Regions from separate parts of the Gossypium hirsutum genome. Here regions 1 and 3 are each linked to region 2. The links are chromatin contacts, called in public Hi-C maps. All regions are on one chromosome and are shown on one strand. The core of a region is the stretch at or near the end of the contact, and the rest is flanking DNA. Distances in the headings are between cores, read along the strand shown.

The links. A called contact is a pair of places that touch in the nucleus more often than the background predicts.
Region 1: a Hi-C map of leaf shows a contact between it and region 2, with 2.0 times the contacts expected there. The contact joins the enhancer-like site here to the promoter of LOC107891465 in region 2. A contact is called at or near these places in 4 of 34 Hi-C or Micro-C datasets (callus and leaf).
Region 3: a contact with region 2 is called in a Hi-C map of hypocotyl, with 4 times the contacts expected there. The contact joins the promoter of LOC107957120 here to the promoter of LOC107891465 in region 2. A contact is called at or near these places in 9 of 34 Hi-C or Micro-C datasets (callus, fibers, hypocotyl and 2 more).

Annotation. Positions count from the first base shown.
Region 1 is chrA11:97,547,492-97,550,191 of Gossypium_hirsutum_v2.1, forward strand. It overlaps the pseudogene LOC107891470. Among protein-coding and RNA genes, the nearest start is that of LOC121210703, 41 kb to the left of the region's middle. Within about 2 kb of position 1,345, at least 2 of the 9 cell types and tissues checked have an H3K27ac peak or open chromatin away from gene starts, as enhancers often do. A contact at or near this core is called in leaf, where this site is marked.
Region 2 is chrA11:97,739,379-97,742,078 of Gossypium_hirsutum_v2.1, forward strand. It overlaps LOC107891465 (5'-adenylylsulfate reductase-like 5), which reads left to right and starts at 1,436. Exons shown (of 4, transcript XM_016816281.2): 1 at 1,436-2,044. The coding sequence starts at 1,886.
Region 3 is chrA11:97,909,325-97,912,024 of Gossypium_hirsutum_v2.1, forward strand. It overlaps LOC107957120, which reads left to right and starts at 1,416. Exons shown (of 5, transcript XM_041081905.1): 1 at 1,416-1,528; 2 at 1,850-2,066; 3 at 2,633-2,700. The coding sequence starts at 1,852.

The DNA of each region.
Region 1 (2,700 bases), core at 95-2,594, 190 kb before region 2:
CATCATTAATTTATTAATGTTATATGAATCAGGTTTTTTCATTATTGAAATTATTAGATACATAAAATCTTATGCGACATAATTAAAAATAAAAAAATAAAAAAAAGTAAAATGTGGCCTCATAATTTTTAAAATTAAAAACTAAAAATAAAATAAAATTTAAATGAGAGAGAGCGAGAGAGAAAAAATGATAATTTCTATAAAAGATTTAAAAGTATTAGTTTTTCATTTTAATTTATGTCAGAAGATCTAACATTTTATTTAACGGTTAAATTAGCGATTTCAGTAACAAAATAATCTTATTTATATAATATTAATAATTTATCGACGCAATTAAAATGTTTTAGAATTTGATAAAAATCAAACAGGTCGAAATCATCCAACGAATGGTCTAGATATTTCAAGCATTGATTTAAGCGAAAATGTGGATAAAAAACCAAATGGGACCGAGCTGCTAAGGCTGAGGATACGTATGGTGCTTTTACTAGTCTATTTTTAGAGACGTGTGTCATCATCAATGATAATGCAGAAATGCACCCAATATAAATCTTATCAAGATTTTTTAACCCCACATAAAAAATTGCACTTAACCAAAAAAGCAAAAAGAAAAATAATAATTGCACTTAGAAGCAAACATTCGAACAACTTGCATGATTGATTTAAAATTACCTTAACTGAAGGCCATTCTTCGACATTGAGTGGTTCAGAAGCTGTCCTAAAGTAAGCCTCAGGAGACATGGGTTCCACTTTGAACTTCTTGCAGAAAGGCAGCCATGTCTTTGAGAAATTTGCAGCCTCTAACATGGCATAAAACGTTAAATTCGATCCTCCATCATCTGATAAATATACGCTTAACTTTTCAGGTGGATAATCATATGCCATCATAGATAGAACTGTGTTCACCACCATGCTCGGTGGCTCTAACAACGGATCCGCCGTGCACACAAATATGTCGATGCCCGGTAGTTCTTTTCCGAACCTTTCCAAGATTGAAAGTAATGAATTTAACGTAAATGGTCAATTATGAAATATGAAACAAACCAGGATGAAAACATAAATAAGATATGTATGTACCTTTGAGAGAGCCTGTGTATGAATGGAATACGGATGACAGCGTTCCATCTACAAACAGTGGTGAGAAGCCAATAAAATGAGAACCATAGCTCAGAAAGAAACAAGCCAATCCAAGTCCACCTCTCAGCTTTTCCTCCAATTGAGAAATACCTAATTATATACATAACAATGAGGCAGATGCCAAGCAAGATTGAAGCTGCGATGCACCTGAACAGTATTGGTCTAACTTGCCTTGTTTCGAACAGTGGAACATATTCATTTTCTGTCATTTCTCTCTCTCACACACACAGCTGAGCATCGATGTATTTGTTTATGGATTGAATTAATGATAAGCTCGGCTTTTACTTTTCAAAAGAAACAAAAAGGAGGAAGTATCTTCTAATGAATATGGGATCATGGGCCCATAATAAAGGTAGTCCAATAAATTCGATGTGAATTACAGTGGTAAACTTGTGTAAATTTTAAATTGATTAACATAAAATCTAAGGTTTAATCCCTGTAATTATAAATCCACATAAAATTAATTACAACAGTCATGGTCCCACAAAAAATTGAAAATTTTTTATTAAGCATTGCAAGATTAAATCAAAATGTTTTTAAATTATCTTTCAGAAAATCATAATAATATCTTTTTTTTCTTTAGACATACTAAGGGTTGAAGTTAACTAGCTCTGGTTTTCATGAATAATTTGATTTTAGTTTGATAAAACTTAAATGGTTTGATGTGAATATTTGTATGAGTTCTCATGGTACTAAACTGCTCTTTGTTTTTCTGAATTGACATGTAAATGTCATTCACATTTCTTCTAAATGCATTATATATCTTGCATATGATGTAAATCTTAGTTTAAAGGTAAGTATATAAGGTTTTATCCTTATTGTCTCACTAAGCTTTATGCTTAACGTGTCGTCGTTTTTATGCATAGGTCTTCCGAACTAAGGCTCAGTGTTTCTTGAGGATCACAAGCATACACCATTGTTTTCATTTGAAGAGTATGAAACATTTGTATTTGTCATTAATAACTAATGACATGTACTGAAGAAGTCATTTAGGGGTGCATACATGATTGTTTCATATTACTTGTAATGGGGTATTAACCATATCTACTTTGGTTGGCCTTGAGCAACATGCTATATATACTTTGAATGTATCAATGCGTGCTTTGATTTTCCGTACTTTAGTTTGGTCATTGAATGGTTTTATATAAGTTTATTATGCTAGATTAACAACTTGAATGTTTTGACTTGTTTTGCCTCTTTTTTATTATGTTTTATGAACAAAGTTATCATGCTTTTAGTTACTTTTCGAATATGGTTTATAGAAATCTAGTTTGGAGGTGTTTTGGAAGTCGTTTTTGGCTACTAGAATGTGAGTTTTAAGTTACTTAAGTTTGGCCTTTGATATGGTGAAGTTTGGGGTTGAAAGAGGGGAGTTTTAGTGTAACGACTCGAAAGTTAGTGATGTCGAAAAATACGATTTCGGAACTCCATTTTTGGTAAGAGAGTTCTTAAATATTATTATTTAATATTTATGAGATTATTATTAAAGTTTCATTAAAGTTTGGTCCATTAATTTTGTTAATCAAATAGCTAATTAAGGTACAAGGACTAAATTGTAAAAGTGGT
Region 2 (2,700 bases), core at 186-2,685:
ACCGAATTAATCGACCATTCAGAATTTTTAACCGTTAACCAAAATGAAATTTTTTCAAAAAAATTAACCGAACCTAAATTTTTTCTGTTAATTCGGTCAGTTAACCGAATTAACCGAAAATTATATGTTTTTTAATTTTTGGTTAAAATAAGTATAAAATTAATCGAGTTAACTGAATTACCCGAATTACCCGAATTAATCGAATTAACCGAATTATTTGTATAAAATTATATGTTTTTTATTTTTATTTTTAGTTTTAGATTTATATTTTTATTTATTGAATTATTTGTAATTTTTATGATTAGGTTGGATAATTGGGTTGAGTTGGATACTTGGGTTAATATATATTAGATTGAGTATTTGGGTTTACATTAGATTGGGTTTGAGTAAATAGTTGACTATTTATATATTATAATTTTATTTATTAAATTTTTCGGTTAAACCGAAAAAAAATCGATTAACTGACAGGTTTCGATCCGAATTAACCGTTAACTGAAAGCTTAAAAAATTATTAACCGACCCCAAACTGAATTAATTCGATTAACCGACCGATTAACCGAATTCGACCGGTTAACCGAATTTTTTCAGTTTTACCTGAATTTTGCACACCTCTACATACCACCCTGTAAAAATTTACATAAATTTTAAATAATTTGTATCGACCGACAGAATTATTATTTCTTATTTTATTTTTTCAGGTAGAAAGCCCTCATAATCATTCATCATCATCAGCTCTATTATAATTTTCCCATTGAAGCGTTTAAAATTTCCTCTACAATATGACTTCAATGTAGTAATTTAATTTCTATGCATCATAATAAATTTACAAATTTAGTCAAATATGTCTTTCTTTTCTCAAATGTCCAGTATATTATATCGATTCACTTTGGAATAATTATTTTCAATTCTTTTATTATCAATATTATTGTCAATCACTATGAACAATAATTAATATAATTACCTATTTTTTTTCTAACTCATAAATAGGAAGATAGCGTATTTCAGTCACTCGAACCCACATCTTCTTGTATTAATTACAAAGCCAATATCAATCAAACTAACACCCAATCAATTCTCAATGAATTTTTAGATAATATGTTATCATATTTCTTAATTTGTAGTTAATTTAACTTTATATTAAATATTGACATAATACAAACAGTAAATCATTTAGAAATTTAACAATTATATTATTTTAAATTTGCTTTGTAAATAATCTGAAATGTTACAAATTTTATAAAAATATTTAAAATAAATATAATATATTTTAATTGATATATGGTAAGATTATTGGATTACCCAAAAATATTAATAGATCATGATGTTTTAGTAGCTTGATATAATAAATTGTTGCTTAAATATAGTAATATACCAAGAAGTATATGTGTGTATGTAAAATAAAAAGGGCTTCAAGCCCAAAAATTAGACCTGCCTTGCCCATCACTCGTACTTTCTTCTTTGTTTTTTTTTTAGCTAAGCAAATGCCCTTTACACCCACACAGACACATACCCGAGGCACGGCTCTTAATCCAACATCATCAACGACAACCAACTCATATAAATAAGCTTTACATTCAACTGTTTACATCTTAAATTCCGAAGCCTACAATACTTTCCCAAAAGCAGAGCAATTTTTAGACCCTTCGAAGAAAAAGAACCAAATTAGCAGCCAAGCCAGTGATTATATTAGATTTTACCCATTTCCAAGAAAATAGCCCACACCCACCTGCTTCCCCTCCCGTTCCCCCTAATTTAATCTATATCTTTCTTTATTTTTTATTCTTTTCTGGGTTTCAGTTTTGCCCCCCTTTTTTTCTGGTTGTTGTTGTTGTTGTGAACTCTCTCTCTCTCTCTTCTTTTTTTGTTTTATAAATTATTTCCAGAAATGGGTTCTTCTTCTGTTAATTTGTTTTTCTATATCATATCTATATGTTTAATACGCTGCGTTTGGAGTTCTTCTGTTTGCTCTGATGAAGCTGATGTGTTCATTAAAAATCTTCATTTTCAATGTTCTCCTTCGTTTTCTCCGATTCCCCCTCTCAAGGTACGTGTTTTAGCTTAATCTTGGTGGAAATTTTATTTCATAATTGAGATTGATCTGTTAATTGGTTTAGGAAAATGGGTTCTTGAGATTTAATTTATTTTTTATTGGAATGTTTTATTATTATTTTTTTGTTTGATTTTGGATTCTTGGTATTTATGATTTTGCATAATCATGTTAAAAGAAGGCAAATTCTAGGAAATTATGAGTTTTTAGCCTGAAGGATTAGGGTATTTTTATGGAATTTTCATGGCTGTAAAATTGTGAAGAATCAGAATAAAGGTTTTATTGCATTATGGGGGTATTGGATTCTTACATTATACTTTAATTTGAATTCTGAAAAAAAAATTAAATAAGGAAGATAGAAATAAAGTTGCAAAAATTATTAGCCATTCATTATTTAATATCAGTCAGTCTTGTTTAAGACTTCTGAATAGATTTATTCTCTTCTGGAACATTTGGACTGGAATGGCATTTTTATGTATTCCCAAGCAAAGATAACATAATTTTTTAAGGCTACATGAGCTACAAGGAAAGTACTGGAGATGCAGCTTAGGATCTTCTATTTCAGGTTTTAAGCCTTATGCAAATCAGCTGAAACATAAGCCGAATTAGTGAAATATGTTATATGTTTTCTAAAGCATTAATTGAATCTATGA
Region 3 (2,700 bases), core at 166-2,665, 170 kb after region 2:
AGCACATGGATATAAAATTTAATTAACTTGAAACACATATTTTAAAGGAAGTCCAGTTATACTGTTTGAAGTATGAAGTTGGTGAATACAATGAGGTAGCATCCCAAGAAGTCAACATAATCCGCCTTTACTTGACTTATCATGCCCATTTTCCTAATCTCAAAGCAATTCAGGCCTAACTCCATGGTTTGAAAGTCAAATTCCAATTTCACACAGAAGCTGGAGGATGAAAAACAAATTGTGTGCAAAATGGAAATGAAGAGAGAGCAGTTGGAGGACTGTGAATTTCATGAGTTGGGGGATTTTACATTTTCTTAATATTCAGATTTTGAAATGTCAAACCTAGCTTTTAATCATTTGGGGTTGCTGGTCAAGATTAAGTTCATTACTTGGATACTATATTGAGTTAAGAAGATGAGAATCATCACTTTCAAATCATTTTAATTCTAATTAATTTGTTGCTCTACCATGATTTCCTGTCAAAATATTTGTCCCTAACTTAGATGCACTGTTGTCACCAATTAAATATTTCTTATAAATAAAATTATAGTTACAAAAGACTTAAAATAAAAGATAACTAAATTTAGTGAAATAATCAAAGTTTTTTTTATTACTGGTTTTTCAATTCTCATTGGTTGAACTTTTCATTTATGATTCAACTTATTAATCTAGTTCAACAACATGTATGTTTCGGCAAATTTCATTTAGAAATTTAATAATAGATTAAAATTTAATGCATATATGAAATTAAAATGAAATTAAAATAATTAAAATACAAATGATAAATTAGTTAAATCATAAATTAGTTGGTTGTTACACTTGAAAGGCTCCAAATTTAAATTTTAGAAATGAGAGAAAGGTATTTATATAAATTTTAAAATATTTTGATAAATTAAAAACATTCTTTAATATTTTAATCTTTAAGATAGGAGAAAGATTTTAAATATTTTATTTATTCAGTTGATGGTTGCATTGCTTTTTTCTATTTTTCAACTAAAACTTAATTAAGTTTTGGGAGAATTATGGAGCCCATATTTGTAAGCCCAACTGAAATACTTGAAAAGGGAAATGAAGGCCTTTCTAGAAATTTATAAAAGAAGAATTAGCCCAAGCTCCATTAAAATGGAACTAATGCCACTTATTACCTCGCCTACTTGGTTTGGTTAACTAACCCACTCAATGATCCATATATACAACACCACCACCATATCTTCTCTTCTCGCCTGTTTTTGCTTCATCTCCTTTCCCAGAATCTATTACAGGAGCAAAAAGAAGAAATCAGAGAAAGGTTAAAGAGAAACAGAAACAGAGAATTTGCACTAATAATTTGGGCGAACAATACAATACAAAACAAAACCTATTTTTTGTTCTTCTCTGGGATGATACCATTTCTTCACTGTAAGAAATCTCCTTCTTTTGCTTTATCTTGTTTCTTTTTTGTTCATACTTGGTAATTGGTTTCTTTTTTTGTTGGGATTTTCTGGGTTTTTTTAGGAAAGATTATAGCGTATCTGTTTAGCTTTTCAAGGTCAGGCAACCAATTTCTCTCGAAGTTCATTTTTTCCCTTTCATATGACATTTCTTCTCCTACTCTTAACAAACAGAAAACACCCAGACTTTATTTTCATCATCTCTTTGATTTTCACGGCATAAACCACCCAAATTGGTTTTCCGGGGAATTTCTTTTTCAAAAAATCAGTTTTTATTATTCTTATTTTCTTCAACCGCAATTGGATTTTGGGTCTTTCTTTAATTTTAAAAAAAACTTTATTGCTCTTCAGCTTTGATTTTATTGGATGTAAGAAAATTGAAACTTTTTTTTAATTTGTTCTTATTGGTTTAATGACAGAGATGGAGAAAGAAGAGAGGAGCCAAAGAACATGCAAAACAATAGAGCCGGAGTTGTTTTTACAGTGGGGGAATAGAAAGAGGCTAAGATGTGTGAGAGTTAAAGACCCTCAAAAAATCTCTCATAAATCCAATACTATAATTCGTAGAAGAATCACTTCTCGGCTTTTAGATAAAGAATCCTCTCCTTTTTCTCAATTCAATCCTCGTCTGACTAGGTATGAACATCAATTCTTTCTTGGAATTTTCAAAAAAAAAAAAGTCATGTTTTATTTTTCTTGGCTCCTTTTGTTTGTTTGGAAAAAATATGAGATTTTCTTTGTTTTCAAGCTTTTTCTCGTCTTTTTGGGGAATTTTTAAATTTAATTTTACCCATTTTCTTTGATTTCTGAGAAGCTCTTAGGTTGGGAGGGAGGGGAAAGAGATTGAATGTTGTTTTTTTCGCCCTTCCCCAAAATTAGCTGGGCATGGCTATGGGTTCTTTTCCGGGTAAAAGAGAAAAGGCATATTAATTTATTTTTTCTCAGAAGCCATCTACCAGTGTTAAGGATTTTCCGGGAAAATGACTCAATAAGGTTGTGGACCTCGTTGTCCCCTGTTTGGTTGATCGGATAGGGGAAGTTCCTACTTGTCTGCTTTATACCATTTTAGTTCTCTGACTGCTATTTTTGGTCTCTTAGCAACCAAACATGGTGTTAAGAAATTTCCCTATAAAACTTTTATAATTGAAATAAGCAAACTGGTATAATGGTGAAATTTACTCTTTTTGTGTGTTTGATTGTAGGAATTCAGAAGCATCTATACTGCGGTCAGATCACCGGAAAGCGGCTTCACCAGAGAAGGAAGACAGGT